Regions from separate parts of the Mus musculus genome. Here all the other regions are linked to region 4. The links are chromatin contacts, called in public Micro-C and promoter capture Hi-C maps. All regions are on one chromosome and are shown on one strand. The core of a region is the stretch at or near the end of the contact, and the rest is flanking DNA. Distances in the headings are between cores, read along the strand shown. Region 1 overlaps Gm33662 (a long non-coding RNA gene). Region 2 holds the start of Nags (N-acetylglutamate synthase). Region 3 holds the start of Spata32 (spermatogenesis associated 32). Region 4 holds the start of Meioc (meiosis specific with coiled-coil domain).

Region 1 (3,021 bases), core at 325-2,824, 740 kb after region 4:
CGCTGGGGAGGGCCTGAAGATGTCAGTGCTCATAAAAGCTCTGACTACCTACCATTGAGTCACAGAGCACTTTGGAGCCTATAGTACCTGAAATTTCAAGTGAGAATGTAGGCTCTGGGGCAATTAGTGACTTTCTGTGACTCTATTTGTTAGTCTGTAAAACGGCTGTATCTTCGGACGGAGTCGCACATAGCACAAACTGGATTCAAACTCTCTAGGTAGCCAAGGATGATCTTGAACTGATTCTCCTGCCTCCGCATCCCAACAGCTGGGATCACCAGTCTATTCAGGGCTAGCGATGGAGCCCAGGTCTTTGTGTGTGCTAGGCAAGTACTCTAGCAATGAAGCCCTGTCCTTGATGTTTGGTTTTAGTTGGGAGTATGGCTACTTTTTTTAAAAGATTTATTTATTTTATGTGTATGAGTATAGCATACAGATGGTTGTGAGCCTTTATGGGGTTGTTGGGAATTGAATTTTTACGACCTCTGCTTACTCTGGTCGGACCTGCTTGTTCCAGAAGAGAGAGTCAGATCTCATTATGGGTGGTTGTGAGTCACCATGTGGTTGTGGGATTTGAACTCAAGACTTCTGGAAGAGCAGTCGGTGTTCTTACCTGCTGAGCCATCTCTCCAGCCTTGGTGTGGCTACTGTTCATCTGTCCACGGAGCAAGTCTACACAGAGCACATGTCGAGCATCCTTTGCCCAAAGTACCGGGGACCCAGAAGCATTTTTGAATTTACAGCTTTTCTGGTTTACAGGTTTTTTTTTTTCATAACATAATACTGACCATCTTCTCTAATCTAAAAGTCCAAACTCAAAGTGCTTTGAAACCGGAAGCCTTTTGAGTGGCACGCCGTGCCCTCCAAAATTTTTTGTTTGGTTTCGTTTGGGTTGGGCGTTTATTTGCTTTGTTTTAAGACAAAGTCTCTGTAGTCCAGGCTGACCTGAAACTCAGTCTGTAGCCGAGGATGGGCTGTCGCATCCCATTCAAAAAGGTCTTTTGATTTCAGAGCACTGTGGATTTCGGATATTTGGTTGAGGGATACGGCTTGTGGCAGACACAGTTTTAAGTGCTGAGGACAGAAGATTCCAGCAGAGGGCGCTTCGGCGGGGAGCTAAAAAATGACTGACTCCCAGGAGGTCACCAGGTGCACCAGGGTGAGCTCTTGGGCGGAGGCGGCACCTTGCAAGACTGTATGCAGAAAGACTCTGAGGCCGGAGACTTCGCCCTGGGGCACACACACACACAGCAGTCTGACATCGGAGTGACATCGGAGAGCCACTCACAGGTGGTCAGGGGGTGACTGAAAAGACATGAGACTGAAAAGGCATGAGAATCTGCCTACAGGACCCCTGTTCCGTCACTTTAGACTGTAGGAGTTCTTGTAATCACTCAGGCGCCGGGGCGGCCTAGGGGGAAAGGTCTACACTAAGAGGCCTAGCTTCAGCTCCTGCCCCAGATCTCCCTCCCAGGCTGCCTGCGTCAACTGGGAATGGCAAGATTGAGGTCACAGGGTCATTATCACAGCCTGTGTCAGATCAGGCATTTCAAGGCCAGAACGCACGCTGGGCGTGCGTGCGGCAAGTGCTGAGTCAGCTTGGCCTCCAGTGCAGAGGCCATGGGAAGAGCCACTTGCCCCGAGGCCACATAGCGGCGTCCATAGCTTTTGATCTCTACCCTTGAGGGCTAAGACCTGGATCTTGAGGGCTAAGACCTGGCGGCTAAGTGGTGCTCTTTGCTGACAGCTGCTGACAGGCAACAAACAGGTAGAGAAGTCTAGAGGCGCGCGGGGGGGGGTGGGGGGGGGGTGGGGGGGGTGGGGGATGAAAGTCAAGCTAGGGAGAGTCTCAACTTGCCAGGTACCCGAGTAAGCTATCCAGTCCCAGACTCAGGCATCTGTGACTGGGCATGCTGGTGGCTCCCTCTACATGCTGTAGAGTGGCTCTGAGGTCAGGGGAGGTTAGAGGGATGGGGCACTGCTCCAGGGATGCCCCCTTTGTGTTGAAATGAGCTCTGACATTCACAGACAGGACCTCCCTCCCGTTTTGACAAATCCCACTTCCCAGCTGGTATCTGAGGGGTCTCCAAGATTAAAAACCTGCTCACCCACTGCTTACAGGGCAACCGGTCACTATTACCAGGAGCTCTAGGGGCCTGGGAACCCAGCAAGGGATGAACAGGTGCCTGCTCACACCCCTTTTACCCATGGTGGGCCCGTTCAGTTCCCACTTAGAAATGGGAATGTAGGGGGTGGGGGCTCGCTGAGCTCCCTGCAAGTCCGTAGTAATTAACGCTGTTGGCTGGCAGCTGCCCAGGCCACCCCAGTGATGGGAACCTGGTCTCAGGGGAGCAGGGCTTGGCAGACAGCTCAGGACCAAGTCCAGGGTACAGTGTGGGGGAGGGGCACGGGGTGTAGGATGTAGAAGACTGGGAAGTTGGGGGATGCTACCGAAAGTTTGCCCTGCTGTGCCCTCAGCAGCTTGTTGGGTGTCATTTTAGATACCCTTACCCACTGACCCCTAACTTCTACTAGGGCAGATGTTGTTGCTGAATGGATCAAATATGGCGCCCAACATTGCTGGCCACAGCTTTTTTTTTTTTTTTTTTTTTTTTTTAATCAGACAGCTCCAAGAGTCATGTTACTAGCATTATTTTAACCAAGAGTTTTCAAGTAAAAGTGTACAGTCGCTACTCATTTAAAAGGACTCCGTCTCATAGCAGACTGACTAAGGGTGGCCTCTCCTGCACGTTGAGGAAGCCACCTTTGCCAGGTTTAGTCAGAGGGCTTCCTTCAGGAATGGAAGGCCTCAGGTCTCTGGGGAGCCTCTGTCTCTCTAGTGTCACAAGACAGCCCTGAGCAGTGACCCCTTCGCCTGCTGCCTCTGCCACCTCCACAGCCCTGTATCTGGCCCTCCTCCCTCCTCTCTGCCGAGGCTGTGGTGAGCCCGGAAGGTGTTAGTGTCACCACAGACCACGGTCAACACAAATTGCCTTGCCGTGAGAAACAAGCACATTTATA
Region 2 (2,715 bases), core at 171-2,670, 520 kb after region 4:
GATGGGGATGCTGTTGGATTCCAGACACCACTGCAACAGGTCTGTCTCCACCGCGACGATGCCACCGTAGCTGTGGGCCAGATGTGGTGCTTGAGCGGGACCAGGGCAGGGCCAGCAGAGTGGTCCGCCCTCTCTGAGGATGCCGGGGCAGGTTGGGTTGACACTAACCTGGCATGGGGAGCTGGCTCCGCAGCGCTCAGTACTGATCCGCCGCCAAAAAAGGGCACAGCAGTAGCCGCGTTGTGCCTTAGTTCATCCACCAGCACCTTGCAGCTCTGAGCAAGCTGCGCCTTAGCTTCCCAGAAGGAAAGACAGCCAGAAGGTGCCGTGGGGGTAGGCAGCCCCAGAACCACCAGTGGCTTCATGTCCATGCGTTGCAAGAAGGCCAGGGCGAAAGCCAGGCGGGATACCGCCTGCGGGCACCGGATCACCTCCTCATCGACCTGTACAGAAGTGGACGTTCAGGGACGCGACACTGACTCTAAGCCGCCTGTTCCTAATCGGGCTTTAGGACCCTCAGTGACCACATTCTACTTAGGAGCCATTGGGCCCCACTTTTGGCCGACTGCTCCGCCCTTTGCCCGTTGGGTCTTAGCCACCCCCTTATCTAGCACTAATGTTCCTCCCTCAGCTCCTCCCAGCGGCCTTGGACTCTGGGACACCTTGGGGGGAGGGGTAGTGCGACAGCTCAGCCGACTGAACCCCTAACTGCTTCCACGGTGAGAGGCCTTTGTCAGACATCACTTCTGGAGGCCCGGGCTTCCCAGCCTTCTCCTTAGCGCCAAGGGCGGTTTTCGTAGCCTTATGGCTTTCTCCATCCCCAGCACTAACTCAACGCCTCTGCTCTCCAGATTCACAGTTAGGCATGCTGAGACCTACGACGTACTATTGAACAGTCACCATCTCATGACAGTGACACGACGACACCGGGATCGGCTTACCTCCATGACGGCGAAGGGCTTGTCCACCGAATGGTAGCAGGTCTGGAATTGCGTGAGCCAGTGGCGTGCTTCCCCCGGGCTGGCACCACACTGGTTCAGGAAGGCCTGGATGTCCCGCTGCACCAGTGATCTGCCGGCGGGAGGCGCAGGGGATTCGAGGGGCGTTGGAAGCGGTGTCCACGACGGCTCCTCGACCGCAGGAGACTGGACACGACCCTTAGCGCCCTCGGCGTCCTCTGCGTGAGCCCTGGCGGTGCTGAGCCGGCGTCCCGGGCTGGCGCTCTTTGCCCCGCGCCGCCGCGCGCTGCCACTCAGTCTCCGTGAGCCCCCAGGACCTCCCGGGCTGCGCAACCTTCTGGCCGCTGCAGCAGACCGCAGGGCTGTGGCCACCCACGCCGTCGCCATGACGACAACCAAACCCACTCGTCCCCCCCACCCACAGGTGACGGTCGCTCTGGAGCGCACAGCACTAGGGGTTCTTAACTTGCCGCTGATCTGGGCTGGATCAGACTCGGGGCGGGATGGGATAGGAGGCCCGGAGTGGCTTCTGGGTGCGTTTGAGGTGTGGCAAGTCACAGACCAGAGGGTGGCGCCTCTAGACTTCTCCGCCCCTTGTGTATGGGGGTACGGAACCGTTAGTGAGGGTCACGAAGGTCAGATTTAGAGTGGTGGAGCTCTTTGATCTGCTACCAAAATGCTGGATTTAGAAAGCGCTCAGATGTCCTAGGTGTGCGTGCGAATTTGCAGGGTCATGCAAGTGATTTGAGTTGGAAGGAGTCTGGGAAAGTTGAACACAGGGGGTGTGGTCCTCACTGCAGCATATGGATACAAAGTCCTGTTGTCAAGCAGGACTTGGTGTGACATATTTGTACTCTCAGTTCCTTGGAGGTCCGGGCAGGAGGAGAACATAGGCTACATAGCGGGGGAGCCTTGTCTCAAAAGATAAAACCCAGAACTCCTGAGGCAGAGGCAGGCCTGTATCCACGAGTTCAAGGTCAGTCTGGTCTACTTTGAGAGTTCCAGGACAGCCAAGGGGCTACATATTATAGAGAGATGATCCCACTTCAAAAAACAAGAAACACAACAACAACAACAATAAACCTAAAAAAATAGACAAAAACACAAAACAAAACAAAATGAACGGGGGGGGGGGCGGTGATGGCCACATTTGGGAATGTCCTCCACATGGAGGAATCAGAAGGATCAGGCTCAAGGTCATCCTTGACTTTATAAGCAATTCAAGGCCAGCCTAAGCTAAGGAACCCTGCTCTTTTTCTTTTAAGGAACAGGGTTTCTCTGTGTAGCCCTGGCTGTCTTAGAACTCACTCTGTAGACTGGGCTGGCCTTGAACTCAGAGATCTGCCTGCCTTTGCCTCCAAGTGCTGAGATTGAAGGCATGCGCCACCACTGCCTGGCCTAAACCCTGTCTTAAGAAAATCTCATTTGGGCTGGTGAGATGGCTCAGCGGGTAAGAGTACTGACTGCTCTCCCGAAGGTCCTGAGTTCAAATCCCAGCAACCACATGGTAGCTCACAACCACCCATAGTGAGATCTGATGCCATCATTCTGGTGTGTCTAAATACAGCTGCAGTGTACTTATTTATAATAATAAATAAATCTTTGGGCCAGAGTGAGTCAGGGACTGAGCAAGCAGAGTTGACCGGAGCCATCTAAATTCAATTCCCAACAACTACATGAAGGCTCACAACCATCTGTACAGCTACAGTATGTAGATGTTTATATACATAAAATAAATAAATAAATCTTTTAAAAA
Region 3 (2,860 bases), core at 171-2,670, 550 kb before region 4:
GCTGCTCCTGGCCCCAGCACATGAACGGCAGCCACGGTGCTGCATCTGGGGTGTATTGAGTTCTATAAGCAATAAAATTTGGAATGACGATGGGTGTTTGTAGGCTGTGATGTCGCCTCTTTTGCCTGCCTGCTTGCAGTACTCCACAACCCTGACAGCTGCTGGAGTGGATTCCTTCAAGCCTCCGTGGTTGGAGCGAGGACTGGCATCAGCCTGTCCAGAGAGCTGCTTGTCCTGCTACCTGTCATATCCAACTCAATCCCTCCACTCTGGTATGCCCATCTCCTGTAGCAGCAGGGATATCCCTGGCCAAAGTCTTGGGCTGAAAGGAGGAGGCCAAGAGGCCAGGCAGCCCAGTGGCACCAGAAGGGGAGGGGCTTGCATGACCCACTCACCTGCCTGCACCTGTCCTGAGGCCCATCGGCAAGAGGTCTTACCTGGTATTACTTTGAGCGTCTGCGTGGTGAGGTGATGACTTGCCCAGCAGGAGTTTCTTGATCACGGAGCATAGGGTGGCAGAGGACACAAGAGCACTGATATGCCTCTAGCCCCTAGAATGAGCTGACTATGATGGTACACACCTGTAATCCAGCCTTGGGCTACAAGAAGAATTTGAAGCCAGCCTAGGCTACATGGGACTTTGTCTCAGAAGGAAAAAACTACTTGGGCGGTGGGAGATGGGATGTAGCCTTGACTGTCTAGAACTCACTACGTAGAACAACCAGACTGGCCTCAAACTCACAGAAATCCTCCCACTTCTGCCTCCCCACTGCCAGAATTAAATAAGAATTTATGCTACCGTGTCCAGCTTTTGGGGGGGGGGGGGTTGTGATTAAAGCCTGCTGCAATGGAATCTAATACTAGACAACCTGAATTTAGTCCCAGGAAAGGAACAGTCACTGTGGAAGGTGACTGTTCCCAAAAGTTGTCCTCTGACCACCACACACTGGATGTGGTGTGAAAGTTTTCACACACAATAAATGTAATTGTAAAAAAACTGTAAGGTCACCCTGGAAAGCTATGCACAGGTGTGTGTACTGCACACATGCACAGCTTGGACTGAGATTCAACCATCCTTAGAGGAATCCTAGACTCCCCGCAAAAATGGAGCAGCTTTGTTGTCCAGATAAGGTTCTAAGCCCCCACCTACCCCGTCCTTACCCAAGACCGCTGTCCACATACCTGGCCTACTGTGGCGTGGCCAGCTGCCCCAAGTCTTGGTCCGGGGGGGGGGGGTGGCGGGGGAAGCTGTCTGCTCAACCTCCAAGACTCAAAAGATCCTTTCTTGTTCCCACCCACATCATTGGCATGAACCTTCAAGTTTCCTACATGCCATATCCCCTGGCCTGAACGTCACAGAAGCCGCAGCATCACAGGCGCCAGCGCCCCCATCATCTTCAGCCCCCCCTCCACCGGGCTAGCCAAAGAGCGCACTGGAGGCGGAGGGGCAGCAGCCACCAGCCCGCTCCCCGCCTCCCTGACAGAGCCTCCGGCAGCATGGGGGTGACAGGTGCGAGCAGGCGGCCGAGTGGTGGGAGGCGCCAGAATGGCGGGGCGGAGGCGGAGAAAGGGAAAGCTAACTGGTGTTGGCCTGGGGAGAGGAAAGGAAAGCTAACCCCAGCCAAGCCCTTTGGGTGCCTTTGATTACTGCAGCATTCCTCGCTGTGCAAAAGCTGGGGCTGCATGAGTGCGGGGTCTTAATGAACTTTCCAATGGGATTGCATTCGCGGGTGCACGCGTGCACGTTTGGCAGAGTGGTGGGTTTGGGATTTAATGTCTTTGCAAAGGTGGTCGCCGAATCCATCTGCGTGAGACACTGCTAAGGATCAGATAGCCAAAGCTAGTAAACCCATAACACGCTGGAGGGGGGGAGGAGGCGGGAGTCAGCCAGAAACGTGCTCAGATGGGCGGGCTTGGGGCTTCCGGAAGAGCGGTAAGGCCTTGCGTCATCACAGTGGGAAGCCAAGAGTGCGCGCGGTGCGGTGCAGTGCGGTGCGGTGCGGTGCGCGTAGTGTTTTAACGGTCATGAGATTTAAGGTCCCTTCCAAGAAAAACGTTTGGTAACAAGGTCGAGAGCACTATGGTGCAGAGACAACTCTCGTCCATCTCTGCCCTTAGCCCTTAAATACAGTGGCTAATAGCTGAAAGTCAGCATTTCCTTTTCAACCTTATCAAAGCAATAAATATCCCTGATTCAAGAGTATTGACGAGTTTATTTGCTGATTAAAAAAAAAATCAAGGGTCCCTCTATCCAGGCATACCTCAGAGCAGACGCAGGCCTTTTCTCAAAACAAAACAAAAACAAAATCCCAAGCACTAAAGAGGCAGAGGCAGGGGAATCTCTTTAAGTTCGAGGCCAGCCTGAACTATAGGGCGAATTCCAGGACAGCCAGAGCTACACAAAGAAATCCTGTCTTGAAAAAAGGTAAAAAACAAACAAACAAACAAATTCTAGGTTAAAAACTAATCAAAATGTTAAAGCCAACCATTGTGAGTTTCTCCCTCTTACAAGTTACTGGGGTTTCTCTTTTTAAAGTATCTGTGGGGTCTGGAGAGGTGGCTCAGTGGTTAAGAGCACTGACTATTCCTCAATTGAATTCCCAGCACCCACATGGTGGCTCCTAACCATGTGTGATGGGACCCAGTGATCTCTTCTGGTGTGTCTGAAGACAGCAACAATGTACTCTTAACTGTTTTTTTTTAAAGAAGTATTTGTGGGTCAGGCAGGTGGCAAGTTAAAAACACTTTCCGTGTAAGTGTGAGGACCAGAGTTCTGATCGCAGAACCCACAGAAAGGCCAACTGGGTGAGACGGGCGGGCTTGTAACCCCAGTCTCTGAATGTGGAGACAGAGCCCCAGA
Region 4 (2,700 bases), core at 199-2,698:
TTTAAATTAAAAAAAAATTTTCCCCATGTCCAAAACCAAGTGTGTACTGTGCAAACTCTAAAATATTCTCCTCTGGACCAGTCGGTTGGGCGGCAGGGTGCTTGCTGCTGATCCTGAGGACCTGAGTTCAATCCTGAGGACCTGAGTTCAATCCCTAGGACCCACGTGGTGGACGCTGAGAACTGAAAAGTTCTCCAACCTCCATCTGTTGTCATGCCACGTCTCTGTGGCCCCTCCACCATAAAACCACCATAAAATAAACACATATATACATATATATGTATATATAATTTAAAAAATTTTGGTGTCTATACAGAACTTAATAATAATAATAGTAAAAGAAGCCCGTTTTCCCCAGCTTCTAATTCTGACTGGAGTTTTTTTTAACATGTATGGGACTGGAGCTGAAGGTCCTGGGTTTGCGTTTGGTGGTGGGGAAACTACAAAGGGAGCGGGGTGGGGAGAGGATTGGGGGGCGGGGTGGGGAGAGGGTTGGGGGGGGAGGGCTGGGGGGAGGACGAGCAAAGTCTTGAATTTGTTAATGGACCTGAGACTTGTAGCAATCATAGAAGGGCGCCGAGCCGGTCAGCATCATGCTGTTGAAGACGTCGGATAATCTATTGCTGGTGTCGACGCTGAGGTTCCAGCACCGATTCGCGCTTCCACGGAACGCCGCCGCGGCCGCCGCCACCTTCGGCTGCTCGGAAACGGGGGAAAAGCCGGGTGGTCACGGAGCGCCGCGCAGCTGGGGCTGTAGCCTGGGCCGTCTAACTGCAGATCCTTAGGGGACACTAACTCGGGCCCCCCAACCCCGCTCCCTCGTTTCCTCTTCAAGCCCTCCTCCCCACCCCGTCACTGCGCCTCAGCTCTGAGACGCGCGACGGCGGCGGCAGCGGCCCTCGACGGCCCTGACAGACGCCTCCGCGCCATTGCGACTGGCTGACCGAGGTGGCGCCTCCGCTCTGAAGCCTCTGGGAGGTCAACCCTCGCCCAGACTCGCGACTTCGCAACCCTCCCCCACTCGCGACTCGGCCCGACGACATGTTGGGGCTCCCCCACCCGCGACCCGTAATCTCCCGTGTCGCCACCCCGCCACCACCCGGGCCTCCTTAAAGAAGAAGCACGCTGAGGGACGCGCCTTCTCCTCAGCGTCTCTCCCGGGGGCTGCCATCCTCGAAGTCCCCCCGACCCCCGCCAGTTACCTCAGGTCCCTCCCTCAGGCCTTGGGGGTGACGGGGCCGGCAGGTGTCTCCGCCGCTCACCTCCATGGGGGCCCCCCAGCTCCTCCTGAGCTAGTTAACAGCTCCCGGGGTACGGGGGTGAGGGAGGACGTCGAGGCCCAGCTCCCTCAGCCCGCACCCCACCGCTACCGCTGCCGCAGCCGCCGTCGGCGCTGCCAGGAGCCGCTCTGTGGGTGGGGGGCCGAGCCGAGACGGTGCGACGAAGAGGCCGTTACATTGCTCCCCGCGCCTCGCGACTAGGCACCGGCCGCCGGCGCCCCGCCCACGCCCACGCCCAGGAGGCCCCTCATCTCGCACCCCTCATTGGCCCGCGGCCCAGCCAATGGGCGACCGCCTCCAGGGTCTGTTGCCCCCCCAGAGACAAGACTAAGAAGGAGCAGTTAGCCGACTTCGCCCTAGGCTTGCTCTCAGGCCAGGGCTGAAGATGTTTCCCGCTCAAAGGAAGCTCGCTCGGGATTGGCCAGAACGGACGAGCACAGGCCCGCTGATTGGCTGATGGGAGGCGCGCGCGCCTACTGGCTTGGTAGCGGTGGTTGGGAGATTAGAGAAATCGCACAGCAACAGGCCGATGACCCGAAAGCCCTCCGCCCGGCACCCGAGGGCACCCGAGGCCAACATCTTCGTTTTGGGTCTTGTTCTCCGCCCCTAGTTCCCAGAACTCTACAGAGCCGCCAGCCCAGTAGACTGTTGTAGCCTTTTTCAGAGGGCAAAGAAACGAAACCCTTGTAGAGCTTAAATGGTGAGAGCTGTCCGCTGTCCTGGGACCAGGTTTCCTTTAGGGTGAAGGTGTTTTGACTATTAAATATGAATATGACTTTTCAAGGAAACTTCACCCTGAATTTTTGTTTGTTTTGTTTTGAGTTTGTTGTTGTTATTTAGCTAGTAATAGTAATTTAGCTAAAAATAGTTTGCTGTTTTCTAGCTATTCCGGCGACCTTACGAGATGATGACATAGTCTGATTAGGGTCTTAGAAAAATGCAAAGTCCTCAAAAATGTGTGTATGCGCGAGCACGGAGAAGGGGGGCACTGAAATTTTAAAGGAGTAAACACAGGCGTTTTAAGGGTGTTTGCACTTCAAATCAAAATTTGAGACGCACCGGATTAATCATTTAGCTCGGGCACTAATGAGGTAGATTAGGGGGATGAGTTTACTGGCCCACGCAGACCTGACGGTTTTTTCAGATGCATAACCATCTATAACTCAAGATGGGGAATGACAGAGGAAATACACCATATCAAACTCTGGCTTCCAACACAGACACAAATGGGCAAGTACGTGCGCATGGGCACACACACACAAACTTTAAAAAAGAGATTTGGTGTTGGGGTGATAGTAAATTACTTGCCGTCAAGTATGAGAACCTAAGTCTCATCTTCAAAACCGATGGCAAAAAAAATCCCAGGTGTGATAAATGTGTAATCCCAGCGCTTGGGAGGTCCAGTTGGATCACGGGGCCT

What was found. Promoter capture Hi-C pulls out the DNA fragments that hold promoters and counts their contacts. A called contact is a pair of places that touch in the nucleus more often than the background predicts.
Region 1: a contact with region 4 is called in a Micro-C map of embryonic stem cells, with 4 times the contacts expected there. The contact joins the enhancer-like site here to the promoter of Meioc in region 4. A contact is called at or near these places in 2 of 484 Hi-C or Micro-C datasets (embryonic stem cells and olfactory sensory neurons) and 1 of 9 other capture datasets (embryonic stem cells).
Region 2: a promoter capture Hi-C map of hippocampal neurons shows a contact between it and region 4, with 2.2 times the contacts expected there. The contact joins the promoter of Nags here to the promoter of Meioc in region 4. A contact is called at or near these places in 7 of 39 promoter capture datasets (the 3T3-L1 cell line, the HPC-7 cell line, cranial neural crest and 2 more), 1 of 484 Hi-C or Micro-C datasets (pro-B cells) and 1 of 115 datasets of contacts at active chromatin or transcription factors (pancreatic cancer cells).
Region 3: a contact with region 4 is called in a promoter capture Hi-C map of liver, with 2.2 times the contacts expected there. The contact joins the promoter of Spata32 here to the promoter of Meioc in region 4. A contact is called at or near these places in 3 of 39 promoter capture datasets (embryonic stem cells and liver).

What each region holds. Positions count from the first base shown.
Region 1 is chr11:101,926,709-101,929,729 of GRCm38.p6, reverse strand. Gm33662 (a long non-coding RNA gene) reads left to right here. Exons shown (of 3, transcript XR_389051.3): 3 at 1-536. Among named protein-coding and RNA genes, the nearest start is that of Gm33662, 9.8 kb to the left of the region's middle. Within about 2 kb of position 1,574, at least 26 of the 459 cell types and tissues checked have an H3K27ac peak or open chromatin away from gene starts, as enhancers often do. A contact at or near this core is called in embryonic stem cells, where this site is marked.
Region 2 is chr11:102,144,218-102,146,932 of GRCm38.p6, reverse strand. Nags (N-acetylglutamate synthase) reads right to left here and starts at 1,420. Exons shown (of 7, transcript NM_145829.2): 1 at 942-1,420; 2 at 169-443; 3 at 1-70. The coding sequence starts at 1,346. It overlaps Gm11586 (a long non-coding RNA gene), which reads left to right and starts at 626. Exons shown (of 3, transcript XR_880227.3): 1 at 626-719; 2 at 852-1,383.
Region 3 is chr11:103,216,992-103,219,851 of GRCm38.p6, reverse strand. It overlaps Spata32 (spermatogenesis associated 32), which reads left to right and starts at 1,420. Exons shown (of 5, transcript NM_177801.3): 1 at 1,420-1,510. The coding sequence starts at 1,498. It overlaps Gm51920 (a long non-coding RNA gene), which reads right to left. Exons shown (of 3, transcript XR_003949777.1): 3 at 2,664-2,860. Gm34823 (a long non-coding RNA gene) reads right to left here and starts at 1,242. Exons shown (of 4, transcript XR_389061.4): 1 at 1,183-1,242; 2 at 438-599. It overlaps Map3k14 (mitogen-activated protein kinase kinase kinase 14), which reads left to right. Exons shown (of 16, transcript NM_016896.3): 16 at 1-88.
Region 4 is chr11:102,664,333-102,667,032 of GRCm38.p6, reverse strand. It overlaps Meioc (meiosis specific with coiled-coil domain), which reads right to left and starts at 1,448. Exons shown (of 8, transcript NM_001127576.2): 1 at 1,203-1,448; 2 at 548-697. The coding sequence starts at 1,268.